2 separate regions of the Sus scrofa genome follow, and region 1 is linked to region 2. The links are chromatin contacts, called in public HiChIP or PLAC-seq maps. All regions are on one chromosome and are shown on one strand. The core of a region is the stretch at or near the end of the contact, and the rest is flanking DNA. Distances in the headings are between cores, read along the strand shown. Region 1 has its middle 77 kb from the start of MAP3K1. Region 2 overlaps ANKRD55 (ankyrin repeat domain-containing protein 55).

Region 1 (2,700 bases), core at 63-2,562, 220 kb before region 2:
TTGGAGGTTATTATATTTTTTCGTTTAACTGAATTTTAATGAGTTATTTCAATAAAATATTCAAGAGTTAGAAAGGCAGTTAAGAATCCCCAACTGTGCATCCTCTGAAGTTCAAATGTTTTCAGATTCGGGCTCAGATTATAACTAGTCACAGCCATTTGTGCCTAGTCAGGGATTGTCATTCCTGACAGACATAAATTATATAAAGCCTACAAGTTATCCACTCAATGTGCTGAACACAAAGCTCCCATAAAAATGAACAATACATGTATCATATGAAACACGATAAAGGATGATACACTCCACTGGGATGTTTTGATAAAGCTAGTTTGGAGAAATCAGTTTTGCCAACCCTCAGTTAGCAAAGATCTATGATTCAAAACAGGATTTCCTGTATGCTACCAGAAACATCCGTGACTCTTGTTTTTTTTTTTTTTTTTTTTTTTTTTCTTGGCCGGTTCTGCTAAATTTCCCCATTTGGAACTTTCAGTCTCTTGCACACATTTTTCCCAAGCCCCGCATATAGTATGTGGGGCTCTGCCTTGCAGAATGGCACCTCGCCAAAAGGAAGAGTGAAGGCCTGATATCTAACCATGTGCCCTCTCAAGTTTGTGTGTATTCAGAAAAAGGGGTACTTCTTCCTAATTTGTATAAAGTTGCATGGCTAACAGAGGCTCTACTGGCCTCTCAATGTCTTTTCTTATCTGTGTTCTCCCCCATACCCTATTTTTCTCTGTCTGGTCACCCTCTTAACATCTATGCCTCTCCAGCTGTCCACAGGCCATTCCGAAGCTCCCTCACCTTCTTGTTTCCAAGGAACCACTTCTAACTCCAATATCTTTTATAAGATCTATTCACATGTATTCTTAATAGCATCATTCAAAATGCATGAGGGAAAACAAACTTCACTGGCTCAATGTGTTGATTTTCATAACTATAAAAGGGGAAAGCTAGGTTGAGCTGAAATGTAAAATTATCAAGAGCAAAACAGGAAACAAATGTTTGCTCAGCCAACCATTTCCTACTGAGGGCTCTCGGTGGAACGTGGTCTATGAAGAGTTGGCTGTTCAGCCTTAAACAGATTGAAGTGATCCGTGGCAGGGGGAAGAACACCAAAGCCAAGGGCTGCCTGGAAGCGCGGGGGAGCGCCAGACCCCTGAGCTGCTGCAGAAAGGCTGACTGTGAGGGCCCGCATCTGTGTTGAAGGGAAGTCTTTGAAAGCTATCTTTTTAACAGGATGATTGTGAAAGCTACGAAGAGGAAAAAAAAAAAAAAAAAAAAAAAAAGGCAGCACAAAACTGCCACTTGAGCATTGCTTCCTGTCCATGTCGCTCTAGCTCTTTGCTGACGGATATTCTTAGGCCTTCTTTGGCTTCAAAGGTTTCCTCTTTTCTATTTTTGGTAGCAGAACGTGGATTTAGATCTGCCTTACCCCTCTCGACTACTAGTCTGTGCCCCCAAAGAGAGTAGGGCTGCTGTTTTCTGTTAGAGATCAGTTCTCTTTCTTTTCAGCACCTCCAAATGATTTTTAATATTAAGGACATAGATTTATGGGAAGGAGTCATTGAGTTTTCAAACTGATTTGTAGTCTCCTAATTTGCACATTCCTTTCTCTAACAGGGGCATCTCAGAGATCATCTCCAGTAACAGGGGCTTGACTTCTGTGATGAGTGAGAGAATCCAGGTTGGGGAAACAGCCCCAGAACGACCAAAAAGTAAGCAAGGATGATTTGCATTGGAGTAACATGGAATTGATTAAGCACAATCCCATTTGGGAAAGAAAGAACTGATGCCTCTGTAATCTAAGATTAGCTTAATTTACACGGACTACAACAAAAACTGCAAGTTTTTGGAGTGCTCTGTAATGCTGAGGACCCTGACCTGTGGAAAGGAAAACACATTATGTCAAAGCAGCATTTCTAATTTCATGGGTGTTTAGTTTCATGCCCTCTATTTCTCAAGTCACTTCTGTTTTTCCTGATTTCATGACCACCCACCCAACTCTGCTGGCCCACGAATAATAACAACCTTGCACGAGTTGTCTTTTATGTCCATAAAACCCAACTTTCTTTTTTTTTTTTTTAATTTTTAAAGAAGTATTTAGTCCTCCCATAAAAATATGGGGCCGCCCACTTGGCTGAAGGCAGAGCTGGGGCCCAAGAATGCTGCCCTGCAGCCCAGCTGCCTCTGCCCACGTGGTCTTCAGCAGGGTCCCTCTCAGGGCTTTAAAAGGGTGACAATCTTATGCTTGAAGAGGATTATCCTGGCAAGTTGTAAACTGAAGAATCAGGCGGGTCTCCCCACCACCCCCAAGGTTATCCACATGCATCTGCATCTGGTTTGACCTTCACAACCCTCTAGAAACCATGAACCCACACCCCATGAATATTCTCCTTGTGCCATTGGTTTTATTTTGTTTTGCAAAGAGCAAAACGAACAGAACATTTTGGGATTGAGGGGGAGGGGTGGCATTTGGAGAATTAATTCTAGGCACTTTGCAAATGGATAACTGACAAGGAAAAAGCCCCTAGTCTAGGTCACAGTAGTGGGTTTCCAGTACTGGAGAAGGTGTCTTTAAATATATTTTACATAATGGGTTTGAGCAGCAGGCAGCATTATCTGCTAAGTGGCTGTAGTGACAGTGAGCTAAAAAGCTACATAATGGAGTTAAAAAGAAAGCCTCCCTTAACTTTTTTTTCC
Region 2 (2,700 bases), core at 182-2,681:
GGTTCCCAGGCTAGGGGTCGAATCGGAGCTGTAGCCACCGGCCTACGCCAGAGCCACAGCAACGCAGGATCTGAGCCACATCTTCTACGTACACCACAGCTCACGGCAATGCCGGATCCTTAACCCACTGAGCAAGGCCAGGGACCGAACCCTCAACCTCATGGTTCCTAGTCGGATTTGTTAATCACTGCACCACGACAGGAACTCCAGGAAATGGAGAATTTTTAATGATGGGTTAAAACTTCATTCCATTAAGTGCATTCTGAGCCATGTTCCTGAATGCAGGTTTTCGGGGATTAACATTAAGCATGTTTTGAGATACTAGCAAATTTAGTAATAATCTAAAATAATAAATCCAAAAGATTTGGAGTGTCTTTGACTCAGTCTGTCATATCCCTATAATTCCATATGAACACTTCCATTCTCTCTCTCATATCTTCTCCCAAGACAAGTGTACTTTGAAAAAAAGAAAAGATTACAGTAGAGATTTTGTACTTGCCCATTCTGTTTGGAATGACACTCATTATAATGGAGTGACTATATACAGGGCTGAATCTCTGTTGTGCCAGAGGTTTGCAGCATAAAATTGAAAGTGTAGTGGTCAAGAAAACTGTACAGTGTACAAGGCTTGGGGTTCAAAGCCAAGAGACTTGGCTTTGAGTCCTGTCTCTTACTTTGCTCTGGACTTTGGTGTCCATATCTGTAAGGTCAGGGCAATAATGACTGCTTATAGGGTGACTCTATGCATGAGAAACACTGGCACACAGCCATTTCTCAAGTTGCTTGGTGATTACTATATTTTAGAAGAAGTTAAACAAGTAGTATAGGTAATTCTCAAATTTGAGACAGAGGCAAAACATAGGAAGAATCATTTATGGGGATATTTGATGCCCCAGTGCACCTTTGTACCCTTCTTCCCTGATCTTTGTTATGCTTTGAGAACAAAGTGGGCTTTTCACCCTACTCATAGGAATTTCACGTGCTGGGTTAGCTCAGGGCCATACGTGATGGTGAAATAAAAGGGCTGAAGGGAATTTCTTTGAAATGGAGGTACATTAGCAAATGCCAAAAGAGGTGTGTTCACACTGTCTAGTACACACCACCGACTCTCACAGCACGACTAAGGATCATCTTAGCACTCAATATACTTATTAAAAGCAGAAGGGAGTTTTTATCCCTTCCCTTCTGGGGAAGCATATTCTGACATCTGAACCCACCCATATGTATTCATTCTGAGGCCACAAGAAGTTGCATATCTGACCAGATACAAGAGAAGTTGCTTCAGATGCCAGAGCAGAAGCCAGGCAGGGCTGCCAAATGTGTCCTTGCCTCATCTCAGAGTTGGCATGACCTTTTATAGGGAGGGCAAGTGGTAGTTACTAAGATGGAGTGGGTGAACTAATAGAATCCAATGCCAAGAGTTTCTAAAACCCAAACAGTTGTCGAATAAGAATGACAGGCACCACAAAATGCAGCTGCCTCACCTCTCTCCCACATCTAGCATTGGTACCATGTCACAGCAGAGCTCCCTGGCAGAGAAACCAGGAGGCTGTCTTTACCGTGGGCGTTCCAGGCAGCAGAATATTATTCTTTTCTCTTTCAGTGACTGGACGCTTCTTTGAATGAACTATAACAACAAATTGAGCTGACTAGAACAAACTAAAATTAGGATAAACATTGCTACAGCTAAAGGCCACATAGCCATAGCCCACGGAGAAGTTGGAGGGGTGAAGAAAAAAGTTCTTTCTTGCTCTCTATCTTGTGTCTTGACCAATGTTATTAAGGTTATGCATTGACTGACCACACATCCAGTTAACTCTTATTGTGCCCTTTCTGTCTTAAGGTATTGTGACTTGGCTGATAACTTATACCTAAGGTATCAGTCATAAACCATGGAGTTTATCATTCTTTCCTGGTTGGTGAGGAAATGGAAAAAAAGGTAAAAATAGGCAGAATTTGGGTTTAGAAGCTAAGACAACTTTTTAGGTGAATTAAACCAAAATTATAGCCAAAGGATTCAATAAAATCAATTCTGTGGTGTTAACATCAGCCTCCAAGAAGCAGTAACTTCTGCTGGTCTGGTCAGTGGCCAAATGGCAACATTGTGATTTCAAGGATCTCCTGGATTTGAAGCAGGACATCAGCCAGTGGCTGAGGATTTAGAGAGCAGGATCTCCCTTGGCATAAAGAATTATTGACAGGAACCAGGCAGGGGTTAGAGCAAAGAACGAGGGCAAACTCAGGTATACAGAGTTGGCAAGCACCGCTGGAGTTAGCTATGGAGAAGAGCTCGGTTACATGGGCATATGAGTCCAGAGGGCTCACTCCAACAGAAGCCTGCTGTATTCATGCCAGATACTCACTTATATTTCTGCATTTATTTTCACAATGGGCACCAAAAGTGGGTGTGTATCTCTGGAAGTGGTGAAACAGCCAATGCGCAGAGAATTTAAATGACCTGGAGTATAACCCTGATCAATCTGGATATAAATTTTGAGCTCTTTTCTTTATTACATGCTGCTTGAAAGATAAGCAGTGGTTCAGGCTGACAAGTTGAAGAAGGACATAGATACTGAGTAATTGAAGAGCATGATGTCTTCTGGCTGGAGCAAGTCAATGGGTATGTTTGTGATGGAAGATGCATGTGGCAGAGTGATGTGAGATTAGCCTGTAAAGGCAGGCAAGGGCAGGACATAAAGG

What was found. HiChIP or PLAC-seq counts read pairs in DNA pulled down with a chosen protein or histone mark.
Region 1: an H3K27ac HiChIP or PLAC-seq map of alveolar macrophages shows a contact between it and region 2. The contact joins two enhancer-like sites. A contact is called at or near these places in 2 of 2 datasets of contacts at active chromatin or transcription factors (alveolar macrophages and skeletal muscle).

What each region holds. Positions count from the first base shown.
Region 1 is chr16:35,794,408-35,797,107 of Sscrofa11.1, reverse strand. No RefSeq gene overlaps it. Among named protein-coding and RNA genes, the nearest start is that of MAP3K1, 77 kb to the left of the region's middle. Within about 2 kb of position 1,312, at least 34 of the 83 cell types and tissues checked have an H3K27ac peak or open chromatin away from gene starts, as enhancers often do. A contact at or near this core is called in alveolar macrophages and skeletal muscle, where this site is marked.
Region 2 is chr16:35,579,517-35,582,216 of Sscrofa11.1, reverse strand. The region is part of intron 2 of ANKRD55 (ankyrin repeat domain-containing protein 55); the gene reads left to right. Among named protein-coding and RNA genes, the nearest start is that of ANKRD55, 79 kb to the left of the region's middle. Within about 2 kb of position 1,431, at least 2 of the 83 cell types and tissues checked have an H3K27ac peak or open chromatin away from gene starts, as enhancers often do. A contact at or near this core is called in alveolar macrophages and skeletal muscle, where this site is marked.